Regions from separate parts of the Ovis aries genome. Here region 1 is linked to region 2. The links are chromatin contacts, called in public Hi-C maps. All regions are on one chromosome and are shown on one strand. Each heading gives the region's core, a stretch centred on a gene start, on an enhancer-like site or on the middle of the called end of the contact. The rest is flanking DNA. Distances are from core to core; before and after follow the strand shown.

Region 1 (6,700 bases), core at 1,737-4,236, 470 kb after region 2:
GAAGGACTGATGCTGAAGCTGAAACTCCAATACTTTGGCCACCTGATAAGAAGAGCTGACTCACTGGAAAAGACCCTGAATATGGGAAAGACTGAGAGCAGGAAGGGAAGGGGATGACAGAGGATGAGATGGTTGGATGGCATCACCAACTCAGTGGACGTGAGTTTGAGCAAATTCTGGGAGATGGTGAAGGACAGGGAAAACTGGCGTGCTGCGTTCATGGAATCTCAAAGAGTCGGACACAACTGAGAGACTGAACAAGAACAAGGCCAGAGGGGCTGTGGGAACCTCTGACTTATAGCCAGTTGGTCAGAAGCACAGATCACACCTGGGATTTCAATTGGCATCTGAAGGCGGTTGGGCAGTCTTGTGGGATTGAGCCCCTAACCTGTGGGATCTGATGCCATCGCTGGGTAGTTCATGTCAGAACTGAATTGAGTTTCAGGACACCCAGCTGGTATCCAAGGATGGTTTGGTAGTGTGGGGAAACCTCCACACATCAGAATTGGTCCCAAACCATAATTAGCTAATAACTAGAGGAAGGTAGCCCCAAAGGTGAGAGAAGCTTGACTGTTGGTGTGGGGAGGGAAACAGCCAGAGGAGGGACTGAAGACACAGTGCCAAGAGGTCAGGAGAGGGGAGTCCAGCGCTCAGGTGACAGACTGCCTTGGATGGGAGGAGCGGCACCTCCCTGCGGAAGGGGGAGAAGAACAGAGGCTATCTGTGGGCTGGAGCTTAGAAAAGGGATGAGGGAGTCATGACATCAGAGAGCAGGTGAACTGGGAGTGGGGGCAGTGAGTAAGACGAAGGCAAGGAGGGGTTCTGACCGGAGACCGGCATGTTGGCATTTCTGAGCTGGAGCAGTCATGACAAGGTCCAGGGTGTGCCGGGCTGAGGTGGCAGTTGTGGCGCCAGAGTTAAAAGGTCAAGAATTATGGCATGGGTGATCCTGAGGAAGAGAGATGAAGGGGAGAAAAAAGTCTGGTGGGTTCCATCCTCAGAGAGATCAGGGGAAAGCAGTTCCCTGGTTTAAGACAGAATCACATTTTGAGATTTTGAAAAATAATTCGAAGTCCTACACCTCTTGAGGCTAAACACCTCTTGCCAAAATGTAAATCTGTAGCTTCCTCAAGAGTAGACCAAATATTTAGATCCCGTAACAGCCCGAAACCGTGGATCAGGAAACTTGCACGATTAACCCCTGGCTCTGTCAGTTACCAAATGGGTTAAATCTACCTTTCTGAGTTAGACTGGGGCCTGCTCTCCATTCATTCATTCAGCAAACATGCCTTCTTTCTGCCAGGTCCCAGAAATTCAACAACAAATGATCTTTACGGAGCTCACAAACAAGCAGAGGAACCAATCCTGACAATGCGAAAATTCTAGGGCAGAGGTAGTAGGTTAGAAAGTGCAGTGTGGCTGTGTGAACACAAAGATAGGAACCCAGAAGGGGGAAGGAGCACAGAAGAGTTAACATGAGATGAATCTTAAAGAAGGAGCAGAGAGCACCAGTCTGGGAATTGCAAGAAGGGCATTCTTGGAAGAGGAACAACAAGTGAAAGGGCACCAAGGGCCCGCATAGTCATGAAAGATAACAATCTGGCTTGGTAGAACTGCAGTTCTTAAATGGTTGTCTGCGCAAGAGTTGGCCTCAAGTACTCCAGTCCCTGACAGCAATGGATTTGGTAGGGTAGGAATCTGCATTTTTATCATTTTTTATTTTTTCTAAATTTCAGCTCCCCATGACAATCCTTATTCTTTTATTCAAAAAAATAGTCGCTTATTTTAAAATTTTTTATTTAGTATTTATTTATCTTTGACTGCCTTGGGTCTTCATTGTTGCATGGGCATTCTCTAGTTGCAGCGAGCAGGGGCTCTAGCTCTCTAGCTGCAGTGAGCAGGCTTCTCACTGCAGTGGCTTCTTGCTGTGGAGCACAGGCTCTAAGGTGTGTGAGCTTCAGTAACTGTGGCACATGGACTCAACAGCTGTGGTTCCCAAGCTTAGTTGCCCCATGGCATGTGGGATCTTCCCAAAGCAGGGATCAAACTGTCCCCTGCACTGGCAGGTGGATTCTTAAATCAAACTGGACTACCGGGGAAGTCCTAGAACCTGCATTTTTTCAAACAAATGTCCTCTATGCTTCTGAGGACAGTTCACACTGCAGAACCCTGGGGGAGAACACAGGGTTGCTGGTGGGAAGGAGTGAAGGTTGGGATAAGGCAGAAATTTTGGTCAGGACCACAGTGCTAAGGATGGGGGCTCAGTCTATAAGCAGTGAGGCACCTTTTGGGAGTGCCCTGATGACCTCTGTCCTAGAAATCCTAGTCTAGAGGTGGTACTGGCAAGAGCCTGAAGAAAAGGAGGGTTGCTACATTCAAGCAAGACATGAAGTGTTTCTTCAAGGGAAAGTGTGTTATTTAGAGATCAAACTACAATGAGGACCTGATCCTACCACCTATTCACTAGCTGGGGGTGCAGCCAAAACACCCTTGGGCTCCTAGGAGACAAAATCTCTTCTGAGGGAACAAATAGTGACAGCCACGATGGCCCACAGAGTGCACACAAGCCTACGCAGAATCCAGGCTAGGGGGCCACTCTCTGCGGTTCTGAGGCCTGTGCTGAGTCATCTCTCACCGGAACAGGCTTCTCAGAGACCCTGGGATCTTGCTTCACATGCTGCTGCTTGGATTCCCCTTGGTTTCCAGGCCAAGGAAGGAGAAAGAATAAACACTAACCAAAGGTACCCAGCCCCAACCCCTTCCCCTTCTCTCTTCACTCCTCACCCTAGAAGTTGGGATAAACAACTGATTTCCCAGTTTCACAATCCTCTTGGCCGCTCCTGCAGAATAAGGGCAGAGGTAAACACCTCTTAGAATCAGTCCAAGGCTGGAAGGGACTGGATGTTAACCCGGGAGGGGCCTCAGGGAGGGGGCCAGTCTGGCTAACCTGAAGCCCTCATCACCACCCAGTTCTGGCTCCCCGGGAGGGGCTCTCACCACACCAGACTGCCTGGTAACTTCCTGGTCGACTGACACAAGGGTGACCTCGCACAAAACTACTCCCTTTCCTGGGCGTTGGCTTCCTCTGTAAAATGATGGAGTTGGACTCAAAGAAACTTATCCAGTTCTGCCATTCCTGGACTGATTGGGCTAAAGTGATTGGGGCCGAATATCCTCCTTGCAACGTGCCCAGGAGCTTCGCTGGTGGCTCAGATGGTAAGGAGTCTGCCTGCAATGCAGGAGACCCAGGTTCAAACGCTGGGTCAGGAAGATGCCCTGAAGAAGGAAATGGCAACCCACTATAGTATGCTTGCCTGGAGAATTCCATGGACAGAAAAGCCCAGCTAGCCCCAGTTCATTGGATTGCAGAGTCAGACACGACTGAGCACCTAACATTTCATCATTCAAGATGCTCAGGAGGGCCAGAAGCTATTTCAGGTACTCTGAAGACACAAAGATCCATTTATTTATTATTTTCTGAACACTCTCCTGTGTGCAAATAACCAGTCAATCCTAAAGGAAATCAGTCCTGAATATTCATTGGAAGGACTGATGCTGAAGCTGAAACTCCAATGTTTTGGCCACCTGATGCAAAGAACTGACTCACTGGAAAAGACCCTGATGCAGGGAAAGATTGAAGGCAGGAGGAGAAGACTAGAGAGGATGAGATAGTTGGATGGCATCACCAACTCAATGGGCATGAGTTTGAGCAAGCTCCAAGAGTCAGTGATGGACAGGGAAGCCTGGCGTGCTGCAGTCCATGGGGTCGCAAAGAGTCTGACACGACTGAGTGACTGAACTGAACTGAACTGCTATGTGCAAATAATAAGAACAGCCATTGTTTTCAAGTGCTGACTATGTACCAGCATTATGCTAAGCATTTTACACTTATTTGCCCATCACAACAGCCCAACAAAGTGGGAACTATAATTATGTTTCATAAATGAAAAAACTTGAGGCTCAGAGAGACTAAGTATCTTGTCTAAGAACATTCAGCTGGTAAAACAGCAGAACGCATATCAGCTCCAGGTCGGTGAGCTTCAAAGACCAGCGTCTTTCCATTCCATCACACTTTACAATGCTGGTCAACCAAGGATTAATTTGTTGTTGTTGCTGTCGTTTAGTTGCTAAGTCATGGACTCTTGTGACCCCATGGACTGAAGCGCACCAAGCTCCTCTGTCCATGGGATTTCCCAGTTAAGAATATTGGAGTGGGTTGCCATTTCCTTTCCCAAGGGAATATTCTCAACCCAGGGATCAAACCCATGTCTCCTGCATTGGCAGGTGGATTCTTTACCACTGAGCAACATGGGAAGCCCTAAGGATTAGTTAGATGCAGATCTTGGCCTATACTGAAGTGGATGCAGGGGAGAGAAAGAGGAAGGACAGATCAAGTGATTATTGAAATTATTTTATTTTATTTTCTGGCAGCACCTCAAGGCTTATGGAATCCTAGTTCCCCAACCAGAGATCAAACTCATGCCCTTGGCAATGAAAGCATGGAGTCCTAATCAGTGGACCACCAGGGAATTCCTGATTACTTACTAAATGAGAATAAGAATAGTACCTATGTCAACTGGTTGTTGTGAGAATTAAATGATTAATACATTCATAAGTGCTTTAAAAAGACAGCTACTAATATATACCATTTACTATTGTTATTAACAAATGTTTTATATATATAGATATATAGTAAATTGCCATTTTAAAATGTGGCAATGTATACACACCATAAAATTTACCCTTTTAACCATTTTTAAGTGAACAGTTCGGTGGCATTAAACACAAACATATTGTTGTGCAACCATCACCACTATCTATCTCCAGAACTTTTTCATCTTCTTCAACTGAAATTCTGCCATTGGTCTTTAAATAATTATTAATGCAAATCATTATGATGCTAAATATTTGCATGCTCCTATCCCCTTGACAAAATGCTATAGGCTGCAGAGGAGGGCACGGGGTTAGAGATCATAGCCCTGGGTTCAAATTCAGATTCCTTCACAGTCTATTTGAACTTTAAAATTCTCAACATCTGTTTCTCCATGAGGATGAGACTAATACACGGAGACCACACAAGGCTGTGATTAGTATTAAATGCGGTCACTGAGGAAAAAGCACATCACAACAGCCATACAAAGAGCTCCACCCCTTTGATTGGTGGATAGATTATTTTAAGTCCCCAGCTCAGCACCTGGCACAAAAAAGGAACTCAGAAATCTACACCAACCATAGCAGCTCAAAGCTGTTGGGCCACACTGACCCCTGGTGGTAGCCCAAACCTGTGCACCATGGCTGGCCTCCCAGGTACAGTTCAGTTCAGTTCAGTCACTCAGTAGTGTCCGACTCTTTGCAACCCCATGAATCGCAGCACGCCAGGCCTCCCTGTCCATCACCAACTCCCAGAGTTCACTCAGACTCACGGCCATCAAGTAAGTGATGACATCCAGCCATCTCATCCTCTGTCGTCCCCTTTTCCTCCTGCCCCCAATCTCTCCCAGCATCAGAGTCTTTCCCAATGAGTCAACTCTTCACATGAGGTGGCCAAAGTATTGGAGTTTCAGCTTTAGTATCATTCCTTCCAAAGAAATCCCAGGGTTGATCTCCTTCAGAATGGACTGGTTGGATCTCCTTGCAGTCCAAGGGACTCTCAAGAGTCTTCTCCAACACCACAGTTGAAAAGCATCCATTCTTCAGCGCTCAGCCTTCTTCACAGTCCAACTCTCACACCCATACATGACTACTGGAAAAACCATAGCCTTGACTAGACGGACCTTAGTCGGCAAAGTAATGTCTCTGCTTTTGAATATACTATCTAGGTTGGTCATAACTTTTCTTCCAAGGAGTAAGCGTCTTTTAATTTCATGGCTGCAATCACCATCTGCAGTGATTTTGGAGCCCAAAATAATAAAGTCTGACACTGTTTCCACTGTTTCCCCATCTATTTCCCATGAAGTGATGGGACCGGATTAAGGGCTAACCGGGAATGGCTCCTGGAGGAGGGCATGGCTACTCACTCCAGTATTCTTGCCTGTAGAATGCCGTGGCCAGAGGAACTTGGCAGGCTACAGCCCATAGGGCGGCACAGAGTTGAACACGACTGAAGCCACTTAGCACGCACAAACGGATAAGACCACGGGCCGGCTGGGAACAAGAGGGAAACCAAAAGTCACTGCTTGGAGGGGCTTTTCCTTCTCACTTGATTCTCTCATTGACCCAGGACGTTCTCCAAGCTCAACTCTATGTTCCAAACAGGCCACTCTCCTTTCTGTACTCTTGACTTTCTCTTACCACTTTTGCTCCTGTTGGAACACACCCCCAACACCACTTTGGGGACTCCATCAGAGACTCTGAATCTCCATCAGACCTGCTCGCATCCACCTCATTCAGAAGGCTGCCCTGGAGTGTTCCAGCCAGGGTCTCCTTCACTCCTTTTTTAACCTCTACAGCACTCACAGCCCGTACTTAACTATGTGCTGTGTGTATTTCTCTCCCAAGTTTGCTTCCTTGATATAATTTCCTTGTTTCCTTAAAGTTTCCCAGGGTCTACAGAGCAAGAACTGAAGTGACAGACAGGGCTCCTTAAAAGTCATACTTTTTGTTTTTGAAGTATAGTTGATTTACAGCATTAGTTTCAGGTATACAGTATAGTAATTCAAAATTTTTATAGATTATACTCCATTTAAGATTATAAAATATT
Region 2 (6,980 bases), core at 1,888-4,387:
AGGTTCTTTTCCCATATAGGTCATTATAGAGTATTGAGTCGCGTTCCCTCTGCTATACAGTGGGACCTTATTAGTTATCTGTTTTATATATACTAATATGTATATGTCAATCCCAATCCCCCAATTTATCCCTTCCCCTGCATATTCCCTATTGATCATAAGTTTGTTTCTGCGTCTGTCACTCTACTTCTGTTTTGTGAATAAGTATTTGGACCCTTCTTTTTTTTTTTTTTTTTTAAGATTCTACTATAAGTGATATCATATGGTATTTGTCTTTCTGTGTCTGACTTATTTCACTGAATATGACAATCTCTCGATCCATCCATGTTGCTGCAAGTGGCATTATTTTGTTCTAGTTTTTTAAGGAACCTTCATGTTGTTCTCCATAACAGCTGTACAAATTTACATTCCCACCAACAGTATAGGAGGGTTCCCTTTTCTCCACAGCTTCTCCATCATTTTTTGTTTGTAAATTTTTTGGTTTTTTTTTTTTTGGATGATCATTCTGACTGGTGTGAGGGAATACCTCATTGTAGTTTTGATTTGCATTTCTCTAACAATTAGTGATGTCAGGCATCTTTTTGTGTGCTTTTTGGCCACCCATGATATCTGACTTTTTTGTGGAGGACTTAAAACTCCTTGAGGCCGGGATTGAGACTCTGTGCTAAGAGAATAATATGGCCCCTGCCTGTTATTCGATCTTTTCTTCTCCTCTAGGGAGTTTGATTGTGGAATGGATGCATTTCTAAGAAATTTAAGATTGGCAAAAATACTTGTCACTCTTTGCAGCACTTGGGAAAGTAGGATCAACATAGAGACGGAACCAATTTCTTCACTTACTTGTTTCCTGCTTTGCCGCCATTTAAGCCAAGAACAAACTCCCTTGGGCTCAGCTGTGGGCTAGACGCAGCCAGGCTCTAAAATGCTTTGGCAGGCTTTTGAGAGGAAATTGTCAGCTAAAGGAAGCTGGCTTGTCTGCTGTGAGTCTTCATTTGTTTATTTTCCCAATATTGATTGAGCTCATGGTTGGGCCCTGTACGTGGTTATAGAGATTTCTTTTGAAAAAAAGGAAAATGAGTAAGACATGGTATGGCCATACAAAAAGCTATAAATTTAGTGGGATGGGTCAGGCAGGTAGAAACTGTAGATACACTGTGTGGGGTTTTGTAAATTCAGAAGAAACAAGAGGGCGGGAACTGGGAATTTATAAAGGGGAAACTGTATGTGTATTTGGGCTTCCCTGGTGGCTCAGATAGTAAAGAATGAGCCCACAACACAGGAGACCTGGCTTCCATCCCTGAGTTGGGAAGATGCCCTGGAGGAAGGCATGGCAACCCAGTCCAGTATTCTTGCCTGGAGAATCCTCATGGACAAAGGAGCCTGGGGGGCTATAGTCCATGGGGTCCCAAAGAGGGGGACACCACTGAGCTAATAAGCACAGCAAGTGAAAGTGGAGAGTGAAAAAGTTGGCTTAAAGCTCAACATTCAGAAAACGAAGATCATGGCATCCGGTCCCATCACTTCATGGGAAATAGATGGGGAAACAGTGGACACAGTGTCAGACTTTGTTTTTTTGGGCTCCAAAATCACTTCAGATGGTGACTGCAGCCATGAAATTAAAAGACGCTTACTCCTTGGAAGAAAAGTTATGACCAACCTAGAGAGCATATTCAAAAGCAGAGACATGACTTTGCCGACTAAGGTCCGTCTAGTCAAGGCTATGGTTTTTCCAGTAGTCAGGTATGGATGTGAGAGTTGGACTGTGAAGAAGGCTGAGTGCCGAAGAATTGATGCTTTTGAACTGTGGTGTTGGAGAAGACTCTTGAGGGTCCCTTGGACTGCAAGGAGATCCAACCAGTCCATTCTGAAGGAGATCAGCCCTGGGATTTCTTTGGAAGGAATGATGCTAAAGCTGAAACTCCAATACTTTGGCCACCTCATGCGAAGAGTTGACTCATTGGAAAAGACTGATGCTGGGAGGGATTGGGGTCAGGAGGAGAAGGGTCCGACAGAGGATGAGATGGCTGGATGGCATCCCTGACTCGATGGACGTGAGTCTGAGTGAACTCTGGGAGTTGGTGATGGACAGGGAGGCCTGGCATGCTGCGATTCATGGGGTCGCAAAGAGTTGGACACAACTGAGCAACTGAACTGAATGTGCAAATGAAGTTAAGTGTATTGTCTAGCACAGTACGCTGAGGATCTCTTAACTGTGGGGAGTGAGCAGAGCGTGCAGAAAACGCAATGGCAGTAGGTGAGATAAAGAAGTATGCAGGGGCCAGGACACAGAAAGGACCATACTGGTAAGTTTGGATGATAAATTCTGTAGGTAGTTGAAATATTTTGAGAGGGGAAGCCCTGAGACAATGGCTTTTAGGTAGTAGAGCACCCGTGTTCTGACCTGTGAAAGATATTCAAAAAGGAAGAATTAGCAACTGGCTGGGCAGCAGGAAGCCTGTCTGTATTTAGCCAGAAAATGAGAAAACAGGTTGAAACACTGGAGCTATTTCTGAGGTAGAGTCAATAGAATTTCCTCCCTTGAGAACTTGGGTTGACAAAGCACTGTGCCTTAGGTAAAGATACTATCTGACATGGAATTCAAATTGACCCAAGCTGCTGCTTGAGCAATTTGAGACCAAGAGAGAGACCGACCCTGGTACTGGGGCTGTGCTTAAAGACAAAAGACATCAAGACATTTTTAGATTACAGCAGCCTTCTTCGAGAGCACCCGGTTACTTTCTAAAAGTAACTTATTTTCCAACACCCTTTAGAATTACCAAACCTCTTCTCTTTGCTAAACCGTGGAAACCTAGTACTTCCGCCACACTCAAGATGGTAAACACCAGACTTAGACTTTTCAACCCACGTTTTGGACGGTCCCGCCCCCCGTCGGAGGTACTTCCGCCACGCTCTGCGGAGCGGACGTATTTATACCGCCTCCCAGCCCCCAAGATGGCCCAGCTTCCTCCTACTTTCCATTGGCTGAATTTCTCCGATTTTCCGTCTTCATAAGGAGGCGGAACTTCGACTTGATCGACAGCTTTTTTAACCAATGGGCGAAGGGCAAGGGCCAATGACGCGTAGGAACTGGAGAACCACCCCAGTTGTCTGGGAGGGCGTTTGGGCTGGGGCGGGGTGAAGCGGAGCCGGAAACGGGAGGGGAGAGTGAAATAGGAAAAGAAGGGAAGAAGGAAGACCAGGGAAGAGGAGGAGAGGGAGGAGGAGGGAGGTGGCGGCGCCGTGGCGGAGGAGCAGGAGCAGGAGGGGGATGGCGAGGAGAAGGCTCCTGGGTGGCATGGCGCTCCTGCTCCTCCAGGCGCTGCCCGGCCCCCTGTCAGTCAGGGCTGAACCCCCGCAGGTAAGGGGGAGGGTCGTGTTGCGGCCTGAGGGGCCAGGCTGGGGGCCTCGGGGTCGTCGAGGCGTGGCTGGAGAGGGCCTGAAGGAACATTGTCACCAAGAGTTGCAGGCTCCTGAGTCGGTCACCCATGCTTGAGTGGACAGGGTCTGAGGGGGCGTCGGTGTTTAGCCGAGGAGCACCTGTGACGGTTTTGGTATCGGGGAGGCGGCAGAGGCATGCTGCCAAGTGAGTTGAGGGGCGTTTGAGGCGGCAGTTCAGTCAGGTGTGCCGGGAATGATTGTGAATGGATAGTAGTATCCAGCGGGGCGTGTGTGGGGTGCGCATTCGTGTCCTCCAGTGGAGCAGGTCTGTGAGGCAGCGGTGCCGCGTGTCCGTCCGTGCGGGTAGGGGTCCGTGGGTTATTGAGCTGGCCTGAGAGGGGCTGAGAGGATATCTATTTCCAGCTGGATCGGGGTATGTTCTAGGGGCCTCTTACCCCATTTTAAGTGGTGTTGGAGGCGGGACTCTGGGAAGGCAGGTGGGATGAAGTAGCCTGGGACCCCTCAGCAGCAGCGCACACCTGAGCTGTAACAAGGTCTTACTATTAGGTTAACTGGACTGGGGAAGCCAGTGACTGATGCTGTCCTCGGCCAGCTCAGAGTTTTGAGCAAAGGGTGGTGCTGATGCCAATATGGTCAACAAATGGAGCACCCTAGATTTTCTTGCTAGGTGGCTTGTGCAGATTTCAGCCGCTGCTGGCATTTCGAAACTCTTAATGGGAGCGTTACTCTTGGTGCCAAGTTGGGTGGGGTGCAGTGGGGGGAATCACCCTCCTTCCCTTCTTTGCATTTGGCAAGGCTTTACCGTTCTGTTTTCTCTGTCTCTTCAGAAAGGCCTACAAACACAGAGCAAGATGACAGAATCTATATAGTATAGCTTAGCACTTGAACTTGGTGTGGTCAAGAGTAGAAGCAGAATGCCAGCAAAAATGCTTATCATTTTTCCTAGGAATTTATGAGCATCCTGTTATGCCCATTAGTATCCTCTATTTAAAACATTAATTTTTTTTTAAGTGAGGTAAAATTTATATAACATAAATCGTTTAAAACCATTTGACCATTTTAAGATGAACAATTCAGTGGTATTTAGTATATTCACAGTGTTAAGCAACCACTGCCTCGATCTAGTTCCAGAGTATTTTCATCACCTGGGAAGAAAACCCTCTATCATTAAGCAGTTCCTCCCTGTTTTGCCTCCCCGCAGCCCCTGGAAAACATCAGTCTATTTTGTGTATCTATACATTTATCTATTCAGGATATTCCATGTAAATGGAATCTTACAATATATGACCTTTTGTATCTGGTTTCTTTCCCTTAGCATAAAATTTTCAAGGATTATTCACATTGTAGCATGTATTTCTTTCCTTTTTTATGGGTGAATAATACTCCATTCTGTGGCTCTTCCAGAATTTGTTGTTTCATCTGTCTGTGGAAATATCATCTGCTCTTCTCAAAGACTATATTTTGTATATTAGAAATAACGTATGAAAGGAGGAGAGCTCATTTTCTGGCCCAGCACATTCCCTTTTCTTGGGCTGGGACTCTTCTGTTCTAGGCTTTGTTGGGGTTCTTTCTTTTCTCAGTTAAAATCATAAGCTGGCAGGAGAAATAAGTTTTCTTTATTAGAAAAGTTACTGCCCTTAGGGCTGGTCAAGAAATGTAGATATTGAGAGAGCAAAATATAGAACAAACTGTTGCTTTTCCTTTACACCTGCACTTAAATATCTCTAAAGACTGTTCCCAATAACCAGTAATTAGCATTACTAGGGGGTTGATTTAGGAACAGTGCAGGCTTTGGAGCTGGGTTCCCTGGGCCTGTGAACTGCATCTCCCTAGTGGAGAGCAGTGATTGGCATCTGGTGGGAACCAGATCCATTTCTTTAACCGGATGGAAAATGAAGGTTCCTTCCCAGGTCATGGAAGCCTAGGAGGTGGAGAGAAGACGTGGGAGGGATCCTCAGTGTAATGTCCTAGTTGCCATTTGTGGATCACAGGCTGTTTGCTTATCATCTCTCTGGCACTTCCGATACTTACTTGAGGGACAGGGCGGCTTTTGTACTTTGTTCCGTTTGGATGGATGCTAACACTGGACGGCAGCTACTAGGTTGTTACAGGTCCTGCAGAGAAGAGGAAATTTCTGAAATGAGTAGTCTATCCCCCTGACCCTTTCCCCCTAACACTCATGCCTTCATCTTATAGACTCTCTTTCTCAGTATCTATGGTGAGAATTGTTTTGTGAATTTTAACCTTTGAAATGGAAGTTACTCTATAATAATTAACTCTGAATCCCCCACAATTTAGTCAATTTAGTTTTTGGTTTTTGTTGATTTTTTTTTTTTTTGGTTTACAGAAATAAGTGAAGAAAAAAAAATTAGAGACCACTTGGTATAGAATGTACTTCAGGTACTCGCTGTCCTTGTTTCAACAAGTAGCTTCTGGCTAGCTCTGAATTGAGGAGGACTCTCTGTACTCTTTCCGTATTGAAAGTGGTATGGGTACCTCATGGCATTTTTTTTCTCTTGACATGGCTTTATCAGATACAATCTTTTTAACTGAAGTCCATTCTAAAGGAGATCAGTCCTGGGTGTTCACTGGAAGGACTGATGCTAAAGCTGAAACTCCAATACTTTGGCCACCTCATGCGAAGAGTTGACTCATTGGAAAAAACTGATGCTGGGAGGGATTGGCGGCAGGAGGAGAAGGGGTCGACAGAGGATGAGATGGTTGGATGGCATCACCGACTGGATCGATGGACATGAGTTTGAGTGAACTCCGGGAGTTGGTGATGGACAGGGAGGCCTGGTGTGCTGCGATTCATGGGGTCGCAAAGAGTCGGACATGACTGAGCTGAACGTATTTACAATGTTGTGTTAGTTTCTGGTGTACAGCAAAGTGATTCAATTATGTATATATGTGTGTGTTCCCTGGTTGCTCAGACAGTAAAGAATCTGCCTGCAATGCAGGAGACCCAAGTCCCTGGATCAGGAAGATCCCTGGAGAAGGAAATGGCCACCCACTCCAGTATTCTTGCCTGGAGAATTCCATGGACAGAGGAGCCTGGTGGGCTACAGTTCATAGGATCGCAGAGAGTCAGACAAGACTGAGTGATTAACACACACACATATCTGTGTATAGAAACATGTGCATATATACACACATAAACGTGTATGTACATTTGTGTGTACACATGTGTATATACCTACATGTATATAAGCATATATGTATATACAGATAAATTGTTTTTCATAATACAATCTTTTTAAAAAAACTTGCATTTCATATCAGATAATATTTGGCAGCTTTCTTTCTCTGGTTCCAGCTCTGCACTGGAACAATTATTTCCTGCCATCCTGGCCCAGATAAGTTCATCAGTTTAAGTCCCTCTGTGATTAGGAACTTAGACTTAATTTTCCTGTAGATCCTTGCAATTCAGATGTGATTCTGTGAATCTATAAAGGATAAAAAAAGCCATGGAGTCTCCAAACAGAAAGGCCTTGACATTTGTCTTTTTCAGTTGAATTATGATGGAGATACAGAGTTTCTTTCTCTTGTTGGTTAGATTCAACTGGAAAAATCTGACTGTA

Evidence for each region. A called contact is a pair of places that touch in the nucleus more often than the background predicts.
Region 1: a Hi-C map of liver shows a contact between it and region 2, with 2.5 times the contacts expected there. The contact joins the enhancer-like site here to the promoter of WBP1L in region 2. A contact is called at or near these places in 2 of 16 Hi-C or Micro-C datasets (liver and omental adipose tissue).

What each region holds. Positions count from the first base shown.
Region 1 is chr22:23,548,180-23,554,879 of ARS-UI_Ramb_v3.0, forward strand. The region is part of intron 1 of NT5C2 (5'-nucleotidase, cytosolic II); the gene reads right to left. Among named protein-coding and RNA genes, the nearest start is that of INA, 24 kb to the right of the region's middle. Within about 2 kb of position 2,987, at least 10 of the 54 cell types and tissues checked have an H3K27ac peak or open chromatin away from gene starts, as enhancers often do. A contact at or near this core is called in liver, where this site is marked.
Region 2 is chr22:23,079,619-23,086,598 of ARS-UI_Ramb_v3.0, forward strand. It overlaps WBP1L (WW domain binding protein 1 like), which reads left to right and starts at 3,138. Exons shown (of 4, transcript XM_042238856.2): 1 at 3,138-6,980.